Regions from separate parts of the Mus musculus genome. Here region 1 is linked to region 2. A link is a contact called in public promoter capture Hi-C data. All regions are on one chromosome and are shown on one strand. The core of a region is the stretch at or near the end of the contact, and the rest is flanking DNA. Distances in the headings are between cores, read along the strand shown.

Evidence for each region. Promoter capture Hi-C pulls out the DNA fragments that hold promoters and counts their contacts.
Region 1: a promoter capture Hi-C map of neural stem cells shows a contact between it and region 2. The contact joins the promoter of Pgap4 here to the enhancer-like site in region 2. A contact is called at or near these places in 6 of 39 promoter capture datasets (the 3T3-L1 cell line, the C10 cell line, hippocampal neurons and 3 more).

What each region holds. Positions count from the first base shown.
Region 1 is chr4:49,594,030-49,599,549 of GRCm38.p6, forward strand. It overlaps Pgap4 (post-GPI attachment to proteins GalNAc transferase 4), which reads right to left and starts at 3,847. Exons shown (of 2, transcript NM_025944.4): 1 at 3,595-3,847. It overlaps Gm33106 (a long non-coding RNA gene), which reads left to right and starts at 1,810. Exons shown (of 3, transcript XR_390562.3): 1 at 1,810-1,851; 2 at 2,827-4,799.
Region 2 is chr4:48,723,598-48,729,213 of GRCm38.p6, forward strand. No RefSeq gene overlaps it. Among named protein-coding and RNA genes, the nearest start is that of Gm52718, 49 kb to the right of the region's middle. Within about 2 kb of position 2,229, at least 41 of the 459 cell types and tissues checked have an H3K27ac peak or open chromatin away from gene starts, as enhancers often do. A contact at or near this core is called in hippocampal neurons and neural stem cells, where this site is marked.

The DNA of each region.
Region 1 (5,520 bases), core at 2,597-5,096, 870 kb after region 2:
TACTGGTCAGAACGCAGGACGCTATGGTTTTTGTTTAGGGAAGAATAACAATAAAAATTAATACAAACGTGTTTGATTTAAAGAAAATTTCATTTCTTGGATCATTTTCGATCTGAAGTTAGCTGGGTCCACAGATACGAACCCCGAGGTACGGAGTAGAATATCTACTTTCAGAGATTTATTACATCCTCTCTGCACACTCCAGGGTGTGTTAGACCCTTGATTCCATTTGGACCAATTGGCTCTCAGATAGCAATATGATTTAATCCTGTTTAGGTGGAAAAAAGATTCTATCAATCCATAAGCAGGAAATTCAAAGCCCACACACTGCCCGTGTTGCCTGATGCCTTTCACGACTTTACTCATAACCCTTCACTCAACAACCCTTTAAGTCCCTTCTTCTTTTTTTTGTTTGTTTTTTTGTTTGTTTTTCGAGACAGGGTTTCTCTTTATAACCCTGGCTATCCTGAAACTCACTTTGTAGACCAGGCTGGCCTCGAACTCAGAAATCCACCTGCCTCTGCCTCTGCCTCCTGAGTGCTGGGATTAAAGGCGTGCGCCACCATGCCCAGCTTAAGTCCCTTTTTACTGGGTTCAGTGTCATTTGTCTTTGATTTGCCTCACAGGCCTGGCACAGTAAGTACTCTATACCAAGAAGAGATTTAATGACTGTATTTTGGCCACCATGGCCCTCTTTATTTCTCTGCTATAAAACTGGGAGCAGCATACAGCCCAGTCACATACTGGGCAGAGAACAACTTATTTCTAACTTTGCCCAGCATTTATGTGACAGGGACTCTTTTAAGCATTGAGTGGATCTGCATAAAAAGCCTATAATAGTTATTAAATTCACTTTGTAGGTGGGCAAGCTAAGGCAGAATAAACTTGAAGTGGTTAACAAAGATTTTGGAATGTAGTAGTAAAAAGGTCAATCCAGGATCCCTGCTCTTACCCAACATGTACGAGAGCGTCTGAGCCCAAGAAAGTGAAATGAAAACCCATCAGCAACAGTAAGAACCACTTTTACGACACGGTAGGTAACAACATAAAACAATATGGTGTGTGTGTGTGTGCATGGAACCACTGGTTACCTCTGAAGAGACATACATACTATGTATTTATAAAACACATAAAATAAATTATTTCATCCCATCCATCAAACTTCATTGACAGAATTAAAAAATAAACTCAGGTAAAGTGGAAAAGAAATATATTTAGAATAAAAATGAAATATACAAATAATTTGGAGACATGGGCAGACTATACACATAAAATTATACTAAAGGATATTTTAAAAGTCACTAATAAATGCATTAAAAGAACACTTTCCTACCGGAAAGTCTCAGTTAATAGAGAGGTGGTCCTTTTTCCAAAACAAGTTTTGAGAATTAACACAATCTCAAATCAGTTTACTCCAAGAGGAAGCAATATGGCTTCAACAAACAAGCATTTGCACAGGAATTGGTAAATCTTACAAGGTAATTCCAAGGCACACCTTTTGATGTGGGATAGCAAGTAATACACCTGGCAGCAATGATGATTTATGCTTCTTAGAACCAGTAAGAATGTCTTCCTTAAATTTTGTTCGTAATAGGAAGGGCTGAGTGATAAATGGGACGAGAAGGGCAGCTATGTTGATTCAAATTATAGAAAATGTACATAGTATGACCATTTTTTATTACATATAGGGAATATAATTTAATGAAAGTGAGCTGAGAGGCATGAGAGAAGGTTTCCTGCTGGCTTTCTACATGTCTGCAAAGAACATGTATGACCTCAGTGACCTGTACTCAAAATTTCACTCCACAATGAGTCTTGTGCCAGACACATGGACGGTGAGCAGGGCAGCAAGTAAGCCTAAATCCCCTTTAATCCCTAATTTAAATTGCTACATTTATGGTGTATTAGATATCTTATATTTGTGAGTTTGTCCCTTTTCATTATTGTTGTTGTATTAATTCTTATTTATTATATTGAGACAAGGTCTTGTTATGAAGCTCAGACTGACATGAAACTAGAGATTCTCTTACCTCAACCTCCCTAGCACTAGGATTGCGAGCCTGGGCCACTATGCCAGTGTGTGCCATGGCTCTTGTTATTTTAATTACTGAGACTTTATAGCATGTTTTATTATCTTATTAAGCCTATTTTTTTTCTCATGACCCAGTATAATTCTCCTAGCTTTTAAAAACAACTTTGGTCTACAGCCACACCACCCTCAATGCCCCCAATCTTGTCTAAAAACAACTTTATTGAGGCACATTTAGTACAACAAAATGTACCATTTAATTGTTCAAATAGTTCAAAGTTTTGACAAATTGATAGTCAGATTACTATCAACACATTAAAAAATTAACGAAAGCATTTTAAAGAATGTTTTGAATTATAATTAGAAAAACTACTCCAATTAAAATATGGATCCATATAAATGAGCAAGTCAAACACAGGTAATTAGGTATGGGTTCCTATGGATAAAGGCAAGCAAATTAAAACTACATACCATTATTAATATAATTACATTATTAATAATAACTACATTGTTAATATTAACTTCAAATATAGAAAAATTTAAAGCTAAACAGAGAATCTCAACAATCTAAAAGATGTAGTTTTGTTTATATTTTTCTTTTTTTTTTTTCTTTTTTTTTTTTTTTTTTCTTTTTGCTCCATGCTTATCATTTCCATTTCTTTTTTTCTGGTTCTCATCATATTAAGCATTAGACGAACCTTGTTTGCTCTTCTGGTCTCATAAACTATGTGGCGCATAAAGACCCCCTAGAAATCCTCCAATAAAACTATTTCCCATACATGGTTTATTTCTCTCAGGGAAACCGGCGTGCACTTGCGCGCACACCCACACCTGCAGTTTCTGGTGATAATCCGCATGGTGAGATCATCACTGAAGCCGCATTGTGGTCCCGCAGGGAGAGCAAGGGTCGAGCAGGAGATGCCAGGTCACTGTGACCTGCGGGGGTTCAGGTCCCGCGACAACCTCCTGAACGCAGTGCGGCACGGGCGACGCCTGGCACAAGAACCTGAGCGAAAGCTGCGACACACCCATCCATCCACTCTGGGGAAAATAATAGTGACTGAAAACCCCTAGCTTGGCATCTAGGGCCCTCGCTGACCTTGGGGAGTCCCCTCTGCCCACCGGCCTCAGTTTGCCCACCTTCAGGCAGAGACTGCGAGTCCAGCGCAGTGGCGTTCCAGGCGCGGGCGTTCCCGGGAGCGGGAGGGGCGCCTTCCTCCGGTCACCTTCGCTGGAGGACGCGCCCCGCCGAGGACGGGCGGAGGGGCCCCCGCTCCCGGGCAGCCATTAGGGGGTAGCGCTCAGGCCGGCCGCTGTGTGGGGCTCCCGGGCTGCATCCTCGGGCCTGGTGACAACCCGGCCCGGCCGGCGACAGCCAAAGAGCGAGGCGACCCGCCTGGTGCCACAGACGCACCGAGGGCGGGGCCGCGGCCGAGCCAGCCTGCGGGGCTCAGGGCGGGGGACGCAGGCCTCGGGAGCACCACTCCCCTCATCGGCCGTCGCTCCCACATCGCGTCCCCTCGAGGGCGCGCTTCTCCGCGACACCAGCCCGGCAGGAAACCTACCCCGTGGAGGCGTCAGCTACGTCCTGGCTTGCCAAGGCCACCGCCGCTGTAGCCCAGGCCACCGCTGCTGTAGCCCAGGCTGGCTGGTCTCGATGGTGGCGCCTTGGCAGAACCCTGCCGGGCGGAGAGTAGCGGAAGGCTCGCCTCCTCCAGCATTCGCTCCGGTGCAGGGCTCCCCTCGCTCTGCCAGGCCACGTGACCTGAGAGCTGCGGAGCAACTGCAGCCCCCAAAGCTGGCTTGGGGGTGGGGGTTGCGGGGCGGGGTGGGGGAGAGGCAAAAGGCGCCAACTGATGGGCAGCGAGGGAAAAGCAGGGTCGCTCCCAAGTCAGGAGAACAGGATGATGTCCCTTTTATAATGTGAATGCAAGCCTAGGTTTTATTCCATCAGGTGGGCACAAGAAGAAAGATGTATTTTAATAAAGCATCTCGCCCTTTGCGGAAGCGTTTGTGTAGAAACCTATTTCTCTGTTTCTGAATGGGCTTTAATCTTCTAAACGCCTTCTGTTTAAATGCAAAAGCCCCTGGGAGACATAACTGGAGAGGGAGAAAAATATACGCACTGGGGTAGAGTAATCCTGACGTGCAACACAGGGAAAGCATAGGAAATGACTCAAGGAAGGGGGAAAAAAACTGCATGTCTGACTATGAGAAGGTAAAAAACAGCCAGCTTAGTACCCTGGCCTCACCAGGGCTCTCACCACCATACATCTTTGTGGCCATTTTTATTGCTTCTATTCCATGTCAGTTTGCCAGTGTAGGCTAGGACTTAAATGAGTATTTTGGATGTACATATAATAGGAATTTTTTTTTTGGTGATCATAATGTTGTATTGTCTGATCATTATCACTTAAATACTCAGGATGGAAACAAGTTGCAAGATTAGGAGGCACCGATAGAAAATATCCAGTAAAACCCTTTCTGTAACAGGGTACATACGAGTTTACAGGGTTAAAAAGAGGAAATTCCATAAGTAAATTATTTGATGCAAAAAATGAGATCATCATCTTGTTTCCAGATGTTCTAGCTGCTTTCTACTACAGAGGCGAACAATCCTGAGCTCAGCCTATTGAGCCAAGTTCCTGCTGTTGAAGCCTCTCAGAACTCATGTCACTGGGGTTCTTTGTGTCCACTTGAAGGAGCCTTGAGGTGATCGCAGAAAAAGACAACCAACTACAAGAAAGGCCATGATATCTGCCTGATTTAGGTGAAAATTTCTTGTCATTTGCTTGTCTGGTTTGTATGTTTTAGCTGTGTGTACTGGCTGGTTCTGCGTGTCAACTTGACACAGCTAGAGTTATCACAGAGAAAGGAGCTTCAATTGGGGAAGTGCCTCCATGAGATACAGTTGTAAGGCATTTTCTCAATTAGTGATCAAGAGGGGAAAGGCCCCTTGTGGGTGGTGCCATCTCTGGGCTGGTAGTCTTGGGTTCTATAAGAAAGCAAACTGAGCAAGCCAGGGGAAGCAAGCCAGTAAGAAACATCCCTCCATGGCCTCTGCATTAGCTCCTGTTGTCTGACCTGCTTGAGTTCCAGTCCCGACTTCCTTCAGTGATGAACAGCAATGTGGAAGTGTAAGCTGAATAAACCCTTTCCTCCCCAACTTGCTTCTTGGTCATGATGTTTTGTGCAGGAATAGAAACCCTGACTAAGACAGCGTGTGTTTTTAACTTTGTTGGTAGTGCTTCTTTCAGTGTTTTATTCCCAGTTCTTTTGAGATTAGAAAACTCACCCGTAAGATTTTGTTCACTAAGTCTGTGGAGAGCTTTTCTTTAACGGTCCAGAATAAAGCCTGTCTTTGAGGAGTGTTCCATGTGGCCTTGGAGCGATACATGCTGGGCAACTGTTTGGTTTTACAGTGGTTTCATTATTTTAAAGCGTCCTGTCAGGCATAGTACTGTTGACACTGTCTTTCCTGGTTTTGACTT
Region 2 (5,616 bases), core at 979-3,478:
CAGGGTGAGGAGGAATGGTTGGCGCTGTGAAGTGTTGGCCACAAGAGGAAGGAGGATTAAGAGCACCGTGCCCATGTGAAGACATTGCTAGGCCTGAGTTAGCGGAGGTTGTCGTTAGTTGGTCTCTCCTGACAGCTGGTGTTTTGATGGGCTGCTGGTTTTGTCTCCCGTGTGTATGCATTGGCAGAGGGAAGGCTAATACTAGGCAGCTATTAAAAGAGAGAGAGAGAGAGACATTTTAAAATGCCATCTTTTGTGCATTTTCCAAGTGTGCCTTAAATGGTGGAACAAATGTCCTTTGAAATTCTCCCTCCCACCCTCACATGCTGTCCTTAGGCTGTCTACTAGGCTAGAAAATTGTGCTTTCAATAATAAACTTCAATTTGAAACTCTTTTTTTTTTTTTTGTTTTTTTGAGACAGGGTTTCTCTGTATAGCTCTGGCTGTCCTGGAACTCACTTTGTAGACCAGGCTGGCCTCGAACTCAGAAATCCACCTGCCTCTGCCTCCTGAGTGCTGGGATTAAAGGCGTGCGCCACTACGCCTGACTAATTTGAAACTCTTAAAACTATTATAAAAATAGTTCCACAATGCCAGACAATTCTAGTTGCTATTGACATTCTCCATCATGTTCCAACACACACACACACACACACACACACACACACACACACATGCACTCATGTATGCACGACCAGGGTCTAGTAAGTGTTAATTAAAGTGGCAGTCCATAGTTATGACATTTTCTCACTGTAGCTTCTTCTTAGAAAGTCGGTGAGTATTAAGTTTGATTTATTTTTTTCTGCGACAGCATGTTGCTCTGTGGTTCAGACTGGTCTTGAAGGCATGTACTTCCTGTCTCAGATTAAAAAGTGTTGTGATTGTAGGCATATGCCATCATGCCCTACTAGATTTTTAAAAACTTGATAGCAGAATCTAAAGTGTCTGGATATTTGGAAAGGCAGAAAGGTTTTGCTTAAAGGAGAGATTTTAAACAGGTGATAAAGCTAAGGGAACTGGGCCTGGTAGTGCTTACCCCACACTCTGGAGGCAGAAGCAGAGGCAGGCAGATACTTGTTCTATGTAGTGAGTTATAGGCCGGCCAGAGTTACATGGTGAGACCCTGATCAACCAACCAAACAAATGAATAAGAGTTCCTCAATCATGAACAAATCAGTGTCACTACTATGGGAGAGGAATTTTGTTGGTATTTTTGCTTGTTTCTTGTGTGTGTGTGTGTCTACATATGTATGGTGCATATGTGCATAGTATATACCCATGAATGTTTGTGGGTGTGTGTGCCCAGGCACACCCACGGATGCCAGAGGAGGAAGTCCAGTGCCCTACTCTATTATTATCTACCTTTTTATCATGAAACACTAGCTATCATTGACCCTGGAGCTGGGCAAGCTCCAACAATCCTTCTAGCCATCTTTTACAGAGCTGAGTTTCCAGACACATGCATAGCCAAGTACTGCTTCTTAATGTGAATTCTGGGGATTTGAACTCAAACCCTCAGGCTTATATAGCAACTGTTATCCACTGAGCCATTTCTATGGGTCCCAGGAGAGATGACTTTATAAGTTTGGGGGCTGAAGTGTGTCCTCCTCTTGCAGAGAACCTGGTATTAATTAACAAAAATTTATAATTCCACCTCATATTAAATCTAACCACACAAGGCATTACTATTTAAAGGTTAATTTGACATATAAAAAAGGCAGTCTCTGACCTCAATATTCAATTATAAAGGACCATTAGATGACTCCAAACAGCAGAAAGGGCAGGGGGATGTTTGAGCTTTTTGTAACCACCTTGGAACTGGAGATAGGCAGGTTCAGATTGTATAATCCTGTCACACCTGCACAGAAGGCCCCTAAAGGCCTCGAGAATCTTCCCCTAAGGCATTTTGACTCTTTTCTGTGGCAGCAGACCCAAGTAACCACTAATGAAAGTGTGTTTTCATTGATGATGTGGAGAGAAAAATAGTATGTGTGTGTGTGTGTGTGTGTGTGTGTGTGTGTATGTGTGTGTATGTGTGGGATGGTAACCAAAACTTAAAAAAATCTAAATATGTTATAGTTAGAAGCAGTAAAAATTCATTTACAGAGGTGAGCTGCCAGGGTGTAAGCAAGAGCACCGTCCAAGGCAGCCGGAAGGAAAGTGCACACTCAGCCACCGCCAAGGCAGCACAGTTCACTAGAGCTCCCGACACAGACAAGGCGCAGCATTAATTGCTTTGTTAGAAGAGAAACGGCCTAAAAATAAGTGAACAATCCTGGGCCCCAGAGGTACTAATAGCAGTGGAAACGGTTGCCATGGCAACAGCAAAGGCAGAGTCAACCAAACGAATTACTAATACATACGAGTGTAAATGCATCTGACATTGAATAATGTGAGCCTACTCCTTAGCAGATTCCAACACTATTTTTGAACTTGGAAAAAACCATGCTTCAGCATTTATCACATGCAGGGTTTATTTTAGTCTATGGATTTTACAGTGAGGGGTAGATTTTTCACATGACGTGGTGGGATTGATTAAAAAGTAATTCTTATTATAAGAATACCACGGGAACATTAGAGGACATTAAAAAATAAATGGCCTGTCATTCTCCCTGTCAGTACAACAGCTTGCTTATGCCTTCTTGCTCTTACCCCCTTCTGTGTTATTATATATCTTTAAAGTTCTGACAGTTTTGCATTCTGCGATCATGTAATCCCACGATGCAAGCATTTTCCATATTTTCAAAGTCATCTTCACAGCTGCTGATTAAAATGCTGTCATAGCTGTTTATCAATTGCATCATGTCGTTGGGTGAACCTTCACCTGTGTGAAGTGTTTATATATTCTTGATAAATTATATTCAGACAATGCGGCGGTGGACAGGTTGTGTTCAAGTGAATTATCAGCATGCAAGTTCTCAGCAGTACATCCGTTCAAGCTCGTACGTAGGCCATGGTGCATCCCAGCGCAGGAATACCTTCTAGCTGGAGGTTGGAGAGGTCAGCAGTTCTTGATTACTAGGCAGTGTCCACAATTAATAGAGTAGGGAAGAATGCTTTTTCTCATTATGCCGTATATTGCTTTATAATGCACATCTGCGTCCACACCTTGGGCTCTATTACAATCCCTAGTGTTTTCTGAAAGACCATTTCTTATCCCAAATGAATCTGTCAATAATAATTATTATGGTAAAAGTAAAAAAGCCCAGCCAACACGATTGAATCACTCCCTCATCGTCTGCGGTGAAGACAAGTGACTCTATATCACAGAATGACAATGCCTCTTGCATCCGCAGTAAATCAGGTGTCTTTTTCATGCTCGTTGGAAGTACGGCCTCATATTTAGAACCATTCATCTTGTTTTGTGTACATAATGGCCCAATTGGCTCAGAATAACTGTGTCAGTGTTTCAGGTTTTAATAGAGCTGTTTGCTTCTATGAGGATGCCTTCAGAATGTACTGCGATTCTGCTCTTAGATTAGAAAATCAAAGGGCAGCCTCATAAGACACTATGTAGAGGCTCTGCCTACACGTGGAAAATTCAATCCTGATGATGGATTAATGACAGGCTGCAAGTGGGATCATTTGTTATCAAAACTATTGTTTGATGAGCATTCAACTACTGAAGGGTTGTGTTCATTCAAATCGACCAAAGGATGTTGGCTTTCTTCTGCTGCCACTAAGATATGTGGAAAAGAGTTGCATTTGACCATTTTTGTCTCTGACGAAGTTATTCACTGGAGAGAAAGACAAGAGGCATAAGTATGAAGGGGATGGGAAACAGGATGAGGCCGAGAGATGCAAAGACTGGGGTGAGGTTGCTCTTACAAGTCCTTGTGTATTTGACACTGAGCATTGTTAGTGAGTCTCCTGGTCAGGAAGGAATGTCGGAGTGACTTTTGTGGGTATAGTGTGGGGCGTCATTTGAAAATCAGACTTTAAATGTCTAAATGTTTAGTTTAGGACAATTGAAGTGAAAAAAATTCTAGTTTTCTTTTTCCTCATAGCACAAGGGGGAAAAAAAGATTTAAAACTTCTTGTTATCAATATAATCCTGCCCCATTTTGTGTTGCTACAATAAGTCACCATTGACTGAATGTCTTACAAATATGGCTTCACAAAGGTTCAAATCCAGGGCCAGGACTGCTCAGGCCTGATTATTTTATCTCACTCTGGCCATCAGCTAGTCTTTGGCCAAGTTAAAACTCTCCAAACATCACCTCCCTCATTCTGTGGTGCTAGTATTCATAGAAGTCTTCTAGCTTTGTTGAAAAGATTCAAAGAGAGAATCCACAGAAATACTTAACAGGATTTGTTGAGCAGATGTGGTAACTAACAAATGCTAATTGTGACCATGGACACAGTGCAAAAGAAGGCCCTTTGTTCAAACTAAGGAAGATTTCTGTTTATGCCAGTTCAAATCCTACTGAGAAGCTAAATGGGTAATTTGACTCAGTTAGGGTTAGATGGAAATTCATAGTGAACATACACTAATCACACAAAGACTCCTAAGCAGTTCCTGAGACATGGGGGTGTACCTGCTCCTAAGTCATGGATTTTGTTACAGCTCCCACACTATGGACGGAAACAACCATGAATTCTCTTTCAGATAGCTCACTTATGTCAATTACTGGCCTTAGCTCTATTCCAATTACTTAGAGGTTTTTCAGTCACCAAATTATAGATTCCAACATGAAATGCACACCCTGAAATGAGTTAGATTCTTTTGGAGAAAGAATTCCCACTGTGATTAATTATTATGGAGGATATATTCCCAAGACCTGCTGCTAGAAGAGAACAGGAATGATTTTCTTTGATTTCAGTTGTGCTGTGCACTTTGTCAAATTAGGTCCTTCGGTCAGACTTCAGCAGTGGCTCTCAACCTTCCTGATGCAGTCACCCTTTAATGTAGTTCCTCATGCTGTGGTGACCCCCAGTTATCAAATTATTTTTGCATGGTTGTTGCTACTTCGTAACTGTAATTTTTCCACTGTTATGAATTGCAATGTAAATATCTGATATTTCTGATGATCTTAGGTGATCCCTATAAAAGGCTTGTTGGACTCTAAAGGGGTCACAATCCTAGGCTGAGAACCACTGCTTTAGAGAAACGTAAATACAGGATATATCTGCTGTGATTTGAACGTGGAATGTTCATCATAGGCTCATGTGTTTACAAACTTGGACCCCACCGGGTGGTAGCATTTTTGGGAGGAGGTGGAAGCTTGCTGGAGGAAGTGGGCCACAGGGTTGGGCCCTGAGGTTTTTTTTTTTAAATTTTAAACAAAATTTTTATTAGATATTTTCTTCATTTACATTTCAAATGCTATCCCGAAAGTCCCCTATACCCTCTCCCCCACCCCCGCCCTGCTCCCCAACCCACCCTCTCCTGCTTCCTGGCCCTGGCGTTCCCCTGTACTGGGGCATATAATCTTTGCAAGACCAAGGGCCTCTCCTCCCAATGATGGCCAACTAGGCCATCTTCTGCCACATATGCAGCTAGAGACACGAACTCTGGGGGTACTGGTTAGTTCATATTATTGTTCTTCCTATAGGATTACAGACCCCTTCAGCTTCTTGGGTACTTTCTCTAGTTCCTCAGTTGGGGGGCCCTGAG